3 separate regions of the Sus scrofa genome follow, and all the other regions are linked to region 2. The links are chromatin contacts, called in public HiChIP or PLAC-seq and promoter capture Hi-C maps. All regions are on one chromosome and are shown on one strand. Each heading gives the region's core, a stretch centred on a gene start, on an enhancer-like site or on the middle of the called end of the contact. The rest is flanking DNA. Distances are from core to core; before and after follow the strand shown. Region 1 holds the start of EIPR1 (tumor suppressing subtransferable candidate 1). Region 2 holds the start of TMEM18 (transmembrane protein 18). Region 3 holds the start of RPS7 (40S ribosomal protein S7).

What was found. Promoter capture Hi-C pulls out the DNA fragments that hold promoters and counts their contacts. HiChIP or PLAC-seq counts read pairs in DNA pulled down with a chosen protein or histone mark.
Region 1: a contact with region 2 is called in a promoter capture Hi-C map of liver, with 6 times the contacts expected there. The contact joins the promoter of EIPR1 here to the promoter of TMEM18 in region 2. A contact is called at or near these places in 1 of 5 promoter capture datasets (liver) and 1 of 2 datasets of contacts at active chromatin or transcription factors (alveolar macrophages).
Region 3: a contact with region 2 is called in an H3K27ac HiChIP or PLAC-seq map of alveolar macrophages. The contact joins the promoter of RPS7 here to the promoter of TMEM18 in region 2. A contact is called at or near these places in 1 of 5 promoter capture datasets (liver) and 1 of 2 datasets of contacts at active chromatin or transcription factors (alveolar macrophages).

Annotation. Positions count from the first base shown.
Region 1 is chr3:131,359,429-131,362,374 of Sscrofa11.1, forward strand. EIPR1 (tumor suppressing subtransferable candidate 1) reads left to right here and starts at 1,513. Exons shown (of 9, transcript NM_001244207.1): 1 at 1,513-1,657. The coding sequence starts at 1,616.
Region 2 is chr3:132,422,828-132,425,909 of Sscrofa11.1, forward strand. TMEM18 (transmembrane protein 18) reads left to right here and starts at 1,281. Exons shown (of 5, transcript XM_003125401.5): 1 at 1,281-3,082.
Region 3 is chr3:131,261,754-131,264,867 of Sscrofa11.1, forward strand. It overlaps RPS7 (40S ribosomal protein S7), which reads right to left and starts at 1,532. Exons shown (of 7, transcript XM_005662783.3): 1 at 1,375-1,532; 2 at 1,122-1,205; 3 at 967-1,038; 4 at 710-853; 5 at 126-190. The coding sequence starts at 1,196.

The sequences.
Region 1 (2,946 bases), core at 263-2,762, 1.1 Mb before region 2:
CAAGTTTGAAATTCCCCTAATCTCTCAAATTTCTCCCCAAATCCTGCATCAGGGACATAGATTTAAGACCTGCCTATGTTCCCTTGCTGGTCAGCCTCACAATAAGGACTGTTCTTTTCTCAAAAGCCAATGCCATAGTATGGGCTTCTATGGGCGGCAGGCACTGAGCCCTCGCTTGGTATTATAATATATACATATTTTTTTCCTTTTCCATCCAGCTGTTGGCAGACGCTTAGTATGTCTCCTTAGCTTACGTTAAAACTGCTGCAATGCACAATGAGTGCAGATATCTCTTTGAGTTAGTGATTTCCTTTCTCTCAGATCATAGAAGTGGGACTGCTGGATCATATAGCAGTTCTGCTTTTATTTTTTAAGGAAGCTCCATACTGTTTTCCTTAGTTGATGTATCAATTTACCTCCTCACCAACAGTGTACAAAAGATCTCTTTTCTCCAATCCTGCCAACACCTGTTGTCTTTTAACTTTCTGATAACAGCCATTCTGTGAGGTGTCACGGTGAGAGCTCATTGGGGTTGATTTGCATTTCCCTGATAATTAGTGATATCGAGCATCTTTTCATATCACCTGTTCCAAACCCAGTTATTTGTCACAAAGATTAAGGAAAGACAGTAAAATTAAATGGTCGCACAGATGGAAGAGAAGCGCGCAGTCCTGGAATCTTATGGAATTCAGACTAGTTAAGGAGGTTCAGCTTCAGCATTTTAGGATTCCCTGGAATGTCATTCCTGTCTGCCAAGGGCACTGGCAGACATGTCAAGGCCAGGCATTTTGGGAGTACTGCCTGAGAGGGGCAACCTCTCCAGCACGAACGTCTTTGGAGACGGAGGGATGCCAGGGTCTTCCCACTGAAACCCCTTTAGAAGTGAATGCTGCCAAACAATGGCAGTGGTTCCTGACAAGCATCCTTCGTCACCGCGGCGCTGGTAGTGTGGTCCTTTTGCCAGTCGACACACAGCGCTGGGCACCTGCGGACATGAACTAGCGCGGCCCCTAACTCTAAGGCTCCTGGGCCCAGCCTACCCGGGTCTGAAAGACCAGGCACATACCCTGGTCCCCTCACCTTAACACCCCCGTGCCCCAAACTGTCACACATTTGCAGCGGCTCATCTGCACAAGGTTAAGTATGATGCCTTAGCCTAAGGCTGAAAGGAAGAATTTCAAGACAGTGCCTATAAAGTGCGCGCCCGGAAAAGTACTAATGTCATCGCAGCCACAGGTGAGGGATTCCCTCTGGAGCAAGGGAGCCGAGAGGGCTCCCCGCAGTGGGCGGCCCAGCGAGGGCTGCGACCTGGCGCTGCAGCGACGCCCCAGGCGAGACTCCTCCCCTCTTGGTCCCGCTGCCGGGCCGCGAAGCTGAGAGCCCGGATGGGAGCCAAGTGAGCATGCGCGCGAGACCCGCGCTGCCGCTATTGGCCGCCGGCGAGGAGTACAGTGATGACGAAAAAGGAAGGCGCCGGAAGTGAGCCCTACCGAAGCCGGACTGGGCTATAAAGATTTCCGGTTAGACGCCGCCTGGGCTGGAGGGAATGAATGGATAGTGAGCTGTGGGCGCGCCGGCTCCGGGGGTCCGCCTTAGGCGTGTGAGCGGCCGCAGCATGGAGGACGACGCGCCGGTGATCTACGGCCTGGAGTTCCAGGTGGGTCACAAGAAGGCCCCGCGGCGCCCGGAGCGGTTTCCCCTGTGTAGCCGAGGTCACTGAGCCTCCGGAGACCAAAGGCCGTGGTCACCCAGGACGGGCCAGGGGTCTGCGTGACCCAGAGTGAGCGCAGCAGGTCCGCCCGCGACCCCCGGGCTTGGGAGCCCCCCGCCGCGTCCCCCCATCCCGGGGCGTTACTGTGGCCTAGTTCGCACCACTCACCTGGGCGTATTTACCTGTGTACGTTTCTTCCAGCATTGGAGTTCCTTCCTGGAGGCAGGCACTGTATCTGTATCTGGGGTTTTTTTTTGGCTTAATTTTGGCACAATGTTAAATCCACATAAGCCTTGTGAAGATACAGAGAAAGTTCTTGTGTTTCCTTCACCCAGCTTCCCCTAACGCTGGCATCTCCCATGGCCAGCGAACCTTGACCAAGGCTGGGAAATTAGCATTGGTACAGTCCTGTTAACTAAAGCTCACATTCTGGTGGGATTTCATGTGTTTTCCCATTCCTGTCCTATTCCTCCTTGTCCTGTGTTCTCTAACGCCTGTTTACTGTGACCATACTGTATTCAGTGCTCCCTGGATGACTGAAATGAGTGGGTCCCACTGTAAGCGGTGGAGTGGGGATGCCTCTGGCCATTTAGAAGGACAGCAAGAGAGCTGAGTGGACAGAGTGAAGGAGGGAGGAGCGGTGGGCTAAAAGGATGAGTTAGAAGGGCAGGTAGGTCACACTGAGCTGGGCCTGTTACAGCCCTGTACTGGTTTCTGTCTATTCGGATGGCTGGCCGATTATGTTCGAGGCATTGCAGGATAGCCATAGAGAAATAAGAACACAATTGGTTGCCCTATGAAGTAGCTGATGCTTAATTGTGCTCAGCAAATGCATGCTAAAAATATAAATGATTTCCAGTTTCAAGAAACATACAGTGAGAGAAGCAGCAGTGTTAGTTTTTAAAGACCTGGACACCGCTGAAGCTCCTGAGGTTTGAAGCCTGGTTCCAGCACTTATCCTTGAGCTTCAGTTTTCTTGTCCATAAAATGGGGACATGAGCATCTACCCCTTGTGGCTGTTATGAAATGAAACGAGTTAATACATTTAATTCAGGCACTTAGCCTGGCACATAATAAGCATTCAGTAAATGTTGTTCTGATTATTATAATGAGACAAAATTCTTACAGATGAATTCCACACAAGGCAGTATCTAAGTGTCCTATGAGCTGGGAACTTTTTTTTTTTTTTTTTTGCTTTTTAGGGCTGTATCCCCAGCATATGGCAGTTCCCAGGT
Region 2 (3,082 bases), core at 31-2,530:
CATCTCAGGAAGCTCAGGAGAGGGAACAAGCCGGCCGCCCGTGGGGGACGCTGCCCTCCTGGCTCCACGATTAACGGACGTCACCTCCCGTCGCCCTTGAAAACTTCCACGGCAGAATCTTCCTGGTTGGTTTGGGGACCCTGAGCCCGCCTCCTCCCCAGAGTGTCGGCTTCTGACCAGAGCAACTGCCTCCGTTTCTACCAACACTTGTCTCCTGAGCACGGTTTTCGAGGGCCGAGGCCGGCAGCACAGGGGTTAGGTCCTGGGCAGGGGGCCCTGTCACTTCCTCCCTGAGATGGGGCCCCTCAGCCCTACAGCCCACTGCCCACCGAGGTCTCCTGTCTCCCACCCGCCGCGGTCAGAAGCCGGGCACACTCCCCGAGCAGCAGCCCTGGTTCCGGCAGCGCCCGTTACCCCGCAGCTGTGGGTCGGTGTGCCCTAACCCTGGGGTCTTTGCAGACGTGATCAGGTTAGGACGAGTCTCTACTGGAGGACGGTGGGCCCTGACCTGGGTGCCCTGATGGGAGAGAAGACGAGGGCACAGGTGACAACAGAATGGGCAGCTGCAAGGGGCAGGAGGGACCCTGCCCTCCTCTTTCAGAGTGGTTTTGCTCTCTGCTGTGTGGCCCCCAGCCTGGTGTGGTCAGTCCGCCCAGGACACAAGGCGGTGCTGGCTGCGAGGCAGGTTAGGTTCCAGGAAGCCGCCCTGAGACTCCCCCACCCCCACTTGGTCTGGAGGTGCCCGCATTGGGAGGTGCCACTCCCTGCTGCTGGTCAGTCTGTGGCTGCCAGGCCTCACTCCTTGGCCCTTCCCACACCACCTGCTGGGCCGGAAACCCCCCTTACCAGCTGGAGCTGCCTTGCAAAGGGCAAAGCAAATGTCTTCGTCCTCATTGGGCGTCTGCTCTGATGGCGTCCGCCCCAGCCTCTGCCTTAGTGGGACCCACGTCAGTGCCACCTGTGGAGGCCAAAACCCACCTGACTGAGCCCAGGTCAGCAAACCACCACGGTGGAAGCACCTCCCTGACCCACAAAGAAGCCCTCTGCCTGGAGGACCCTGAAGCCACAATCGAGACACACGACTTAAACCCTAAAACTTCATTTAAAAAATGTATGTGTCCAGGCAATGCACAAAATGTCGTGTTTGAGAAAAATTAGTAAGTATACCTGTCTCCTGTGCCCAAGATAGAAAACAAATCATAAGAGTGTACCGAGGTCAGGAGACACTAAGAGAGTACTGAAACTATAGAGTGAAGACGAGATACTAATTTGTTGACTTTACAAAACTTTTATTATCCGTAATTATGGACTTACAAGTACATTTTCTTAATGTCATTTATTTCTTTTTTTGGCTGCTCTCTGCCCCGGCCCCAGAGCTCACAAGCCAGGGATCAGCTCTGATCCATAGTTGTGACCTAAGCCACAGCTGCAACAGCGCTGGATCCCCAACCCACTGTGCTGGGCCAGGGATCGAACCTGTGTCCCAGTGCTCCAGAGATGCTGCCGCCAATCCCTGCACCGCAGTGGCAACGCCACAAGCACATTTTTAAATCACTGTACTTTTTAAAAGGCAATCTATGGGGGGAAAGAATCAAAAATAACAGATATGGCTACTCCATTATGCTCAGAAAAAAGTATTTCTCTAACTAAGGTGATGTAAACTAAAAACTCGATTCAGGAACGATGACTATACGAAAACCATTTGCTGTAAACAGCTTCACCTAATTCAGGTTTTGAAAGCTGGCTGTGTCTGTGGTGTGAAGCCCGCTTGTGGGAGAGCAAGGTCCCGCCCGACAGAGCCCGCTTGTCCGGGGAGCCGTGGCCCAGGGGTACGGGTGAAGGGCGCTGGAGAGACCTCCGCCACGGAAGCCAGACCGGTGGACCTGCAGACTCACTGGTGTGGAGCCTCAGGAAAACTCCCCTGCAGCAAGGAAAAGAAACCCTGGTGCGGCTCTCACGCATGCGGGTTCAGTTCTGGCTTGATCCTGCCATTCAGGGAGGCTCACCTTCTCCCTCCCTCCCGCCACGTTGCAGGTGCCAAGTACCCTCAAACTGTCAAGGGGCTGCAGTCCTTTCCCGCAACCTTCCTCCAGCTCCACCCAGAGACCAGGGGCTCGCTTGGAGCTCCCGTCAGTCTGCATGGGAGACATGCCATGTGCTGATTCCATTTCAAAGCGTTTTTAATTGACAGAGGATTCAGGACTCCCCAATTAGTGTGACAATTAGGAATAGGAACCTCATTTAAGACGGAGGCTGGAGGAGTTCCTGCCCTGGCTCAGGGGCTAACCAACTGATTAGTATCCATGAGGACTCGGGTTCAAACCCTGGCACCGCTCAGTGGGTTAAAGATCCGGCATTGCCGAGTCATGAGCGTGGTGTAGGTCACAGAGGCGGCTGGGGTCCCACGTTGCTGTGGCTGTGGTGTAGGCCCGCTAGCCTGGGAATTGCCATGCGCAGCAGGCACTGCCCTAAAAAGGGAAAAAAGATGGAGGCTGGAGGCGGAAGCTGGAGCCCTCAGGGAAGTACCTCTCAGCCCCTCCGCAGACCAGCCAGGGAGGGAAGATTCCGCGGTGGCAACAGCTCAGCCAAGGGGAGACCACTGCTGCTCAGCCAATGAGAAGCCACCGTCATCCAGCCAATTGGAACCCTCCCCACCACTCTCGCTTTCCTCCCATGGACCTTCTTGGAAGCAGCCCTTCTCACTTCCTCTGTTTGCCCCACGTGGTTATACTCTCGTCAAACTGTACGTCCCAAATTGCCATTCCTTTCTACTCCTGAATAAAGCCCTTTTGCTGGTAAAATAACTATGTTTAAGGTACGGTGAGCTAGAGGCAACCAGCACCCACTTAGAAGCCAGAACACTGTCCGCGCGGTCCGACTCCATCCTCCAGCCTGCGGGTCACTGGTCCCAGTGTTCCCGAGGATCCAGCTCACTGCCTCCTTGGGTTCCTAAGGGTGCAGGCCTGTCCGGCCTCTGCTCTCCGGAGTCCAGGCCACTGCGCCCCGTGTCCCCCAGTCTCCGAAGCGATGCCCCGCCCCACAGTCGTAGGAGCGGCCAGCGAAGGGAGGAGCGGGAGGAGGC
Region 3 (3,114 bases), core at 282-2,781, 1.2 Mb before region 2:
CGATACAAGTTGCCATGTGAATGGCTCTCCTAAATTATGTTTAATTCAGAAACCTACATAAACAACCCAGGAAAATCAAGAACTAGTAACAGTGGTACACAGATTTGTTGATGTTGAGAACTCACCTTCTGGGACGCTTCTGCTTATTTTTTGTACGGCTTTTCCGAGTTGGCTTGGGCAGAATTCTCCTCTGCAAGACAGACACTGTCATGCGGTAACACTGCCTTAGCAAGGCCCTAAGGTGTCGGAAAACGAAGCGGCCCAGCGCCTTAAAAGCCAAGGGGCCTCCGGGCTGGGTACATGTGAAGCCCCGGAAAGCCCGACAGCCTGAGCAGTCCTTCCTCGGAACTGCTTTCAGGACCTGCGGCTCGAGCGAGCGGAACTGCGGGAGGCGCAAGCTCCCGCGTCTCTCCCCAGCGGACACACCGCTCGCTCCGCACGCGCGGCGGGGCTCACCGGCCGGGCCGCCGCCGCCCCTGGGCCCTGCGGGCGGGAAAGCCAGCCCCGCGCCCCCACCAGCCCTTCCGTGCCCCCTCCCTCCCAGGCCTCCACCTGCCTCGCCAGGGACGGGCCGCCGCCGCCGCCGCCACGGGAGCGGCCCCAACGTGGACGGCCACCGGGGCCGCGAGCTCCCGACCCGCCCGCGAAGCGTGGGTCTCGCTCTTGACCGACCCCGGCGCCGCGAGCGCCCCGAACGAGACGCCGGTACCTGGGCGATGAAGACCACGTGCTTCCCGCTGAACTTCTTCTCCAGCTCGCGCACGAGCCGCACTTGGATCTTCTGGAAGGACTTCAGTTGCGGCACCGGCACAAAGATGATGATGGCCTTCCGACCGCCGCCCACTTCGATTTCCTGGAGGGACAGGAAAGCGCGCGCCCTCCTCGGTCCGGACCCCGGCGCCCGGCCCCCGGCGCCCGCCGGCGCGGACGCTGCCCCCCGTGCCCGCCTCCCGGGCCCCCGCTCACCTTGGCGGCCGTGATGTTCAGCTCGCGCAGCTGGGCCTTGAGGTCCGAGTTCATCTCCAGCTCCAGGAGGGCCTGCGGGGGAGGCGGCGGGAGCGGCGGTCAGCGCGCGACCCGGACCCCGGCCCCAGGCCCCCGACCCCGGCGCCGCCCCTCACCTGGGAGATGCCCGACTCGAACTCGTCCGGCTTCTCGCCATTGGGCTTCACGATCTTCGCGCTGGAGCTGAACATGGCCTGGACCTGGAAGCACAGAGCGTTCAGGCCGAGCGGCCCGCGGCCCCGGCCCGGCCCTCCCCGCACAAGCCATCGGGCGCCGCGGGCCGGGTAATCGGCCGCATCCCCACCCGAGGACCCCAGACGTGTGCCCCTCAAAGCCGGCGGACGGGCATGGCGCCGGGGAGAGACATACCTTGACGATGCCGGCAACTCTCGTTGCCGCCACCGACGCTTGTAGGCCTGGGAAGAGGCCTAGATGTCGCGAGAGTCCGTTAAATCTCGGCAACAGAACGGAAGAGGCGGGAATAGCGCGAGAGAAACCGGAAGAACCACTGAGACGCGGTGGAAGCCTAGAGGGCCCCAGGAAGGGGTTCCGGGGGACCAGTGCGTCCGTAGCGCCTTTCCGCCCCGCGAGTTTCCTCTTCGGCGCCGTGCGCGGGAGTTCCTGGGCGGGCTCTTGAGCATCCAGGCGGGCGCTGGGCGAGGTCTGGGCGGGAGACCAGGAAAAGCCACTTGGGCTACCCTCGAAGACAGGACGTTTAAGAAAGGCTAACTTGACGCGAGGAGGCCGACGTCCCCGCTGATGCCATGAAAAGGAATCAGAAACCTGGATTCCAGTTCGGCTTGTGGAGAACCAAGTGGGATGACGTTTGTGACGGCTGTTTGGAAACGAAGTGCTCTACGAATAAATGTGATTTTCTGGCCACACTGGGCTCTCGCATCGGTTGCTTTGTGCTGCCGACACAAGTCTGAGACGTCAGCGAACACCTGTCGTGGGGCGGCCTCAGGCTGGAGGAAGACCACCCCGGGTGGTGATGCCCTCGGGGCCAGACGCAGGGCCCGGGAAGGATGCTCGGGGAGAGCCAGGGCTGGAGCCGGACACCTGAACTTCGTCGAGGTGTCATGAAAGATTCAGGGATGGCAAATTGCTTCAGAACGGGCCAGGAGTTCAACACACAATTCGTTTACTGAAAAAGTCCTACCATCCTCTCACTTGAAACTCGGGTGTAAAGGACTCCCTCCCCCTAGACAGGAGCCAAGTAATTGTGGGGGTTTTGCTTTTTGGGTTTTTTTGTTTTTTTGGGTTTTTTTTTAAGGCGGCACGAGTTGCCCAAAGAGAACTCCCCCAAGTAATTGTTGATCCGTGTGTTCTGTGCTAATCCTGCCCTAGGTGCCATAGTTACATGTAGAACCCACTGGCCTTTGCCCTTGTGAGACTGCAGTTTAGTGAAGAAGACGTCACCTAAATTGTAGGACAAAGTATAGGAGGATGAACTGCAGTAACATAAACAATGAAGTAGGTAAAGGGGGCAGGTCCCGTTGTGGCTCAGTGGGTTGCCAACCAGACTAGTATCCATGCGGATGCAGGTTCGATCCCTGGCCTCCCTCAGTGGATCCGGAATTGCGGTGAGCTGTGATGTAGGTCGCAGAAGCGGCCGGATCCAGTGTGCTGCTGGTGTGGGCTGAGAGCTGCAGCTTCGATTTGACCCCTAGCCTGGGAACTTCCATATGCCGCACGTGTGGCCCTAAAAAGCAAAAAAAGAAAGAAAAAAGCTATAATCTCACTGGGAATTTTTTATTTGCTTTTTTCTTTAGGTTTGCACCTGAGGCATATGGAGGTTCCCAGGCTAGGGGTTGAAAAAGAGCTGTAGCTGGCCTACACCACAGCCACAGCAACGCAGGTTCCGAGCTGTGACTGCAACCTACACCACATTGTCTGCAACCTACACCACAGCTCACAGAAACACCGGATCCCTAGCCCACTGAGCGAGGCCAGGGATGGAACCCGCATCCTCATGGATCCTAGTCGGGTTCATCAACCGCTGCGCCACGATGGGAACTCCTCACTGAGAAATTAAGTGTCAACTTGGAAATTGTTCAAAAGACAAAGTATAGGAGTTCCTGACATGGCTCGGAGGAAACACCCAACTAG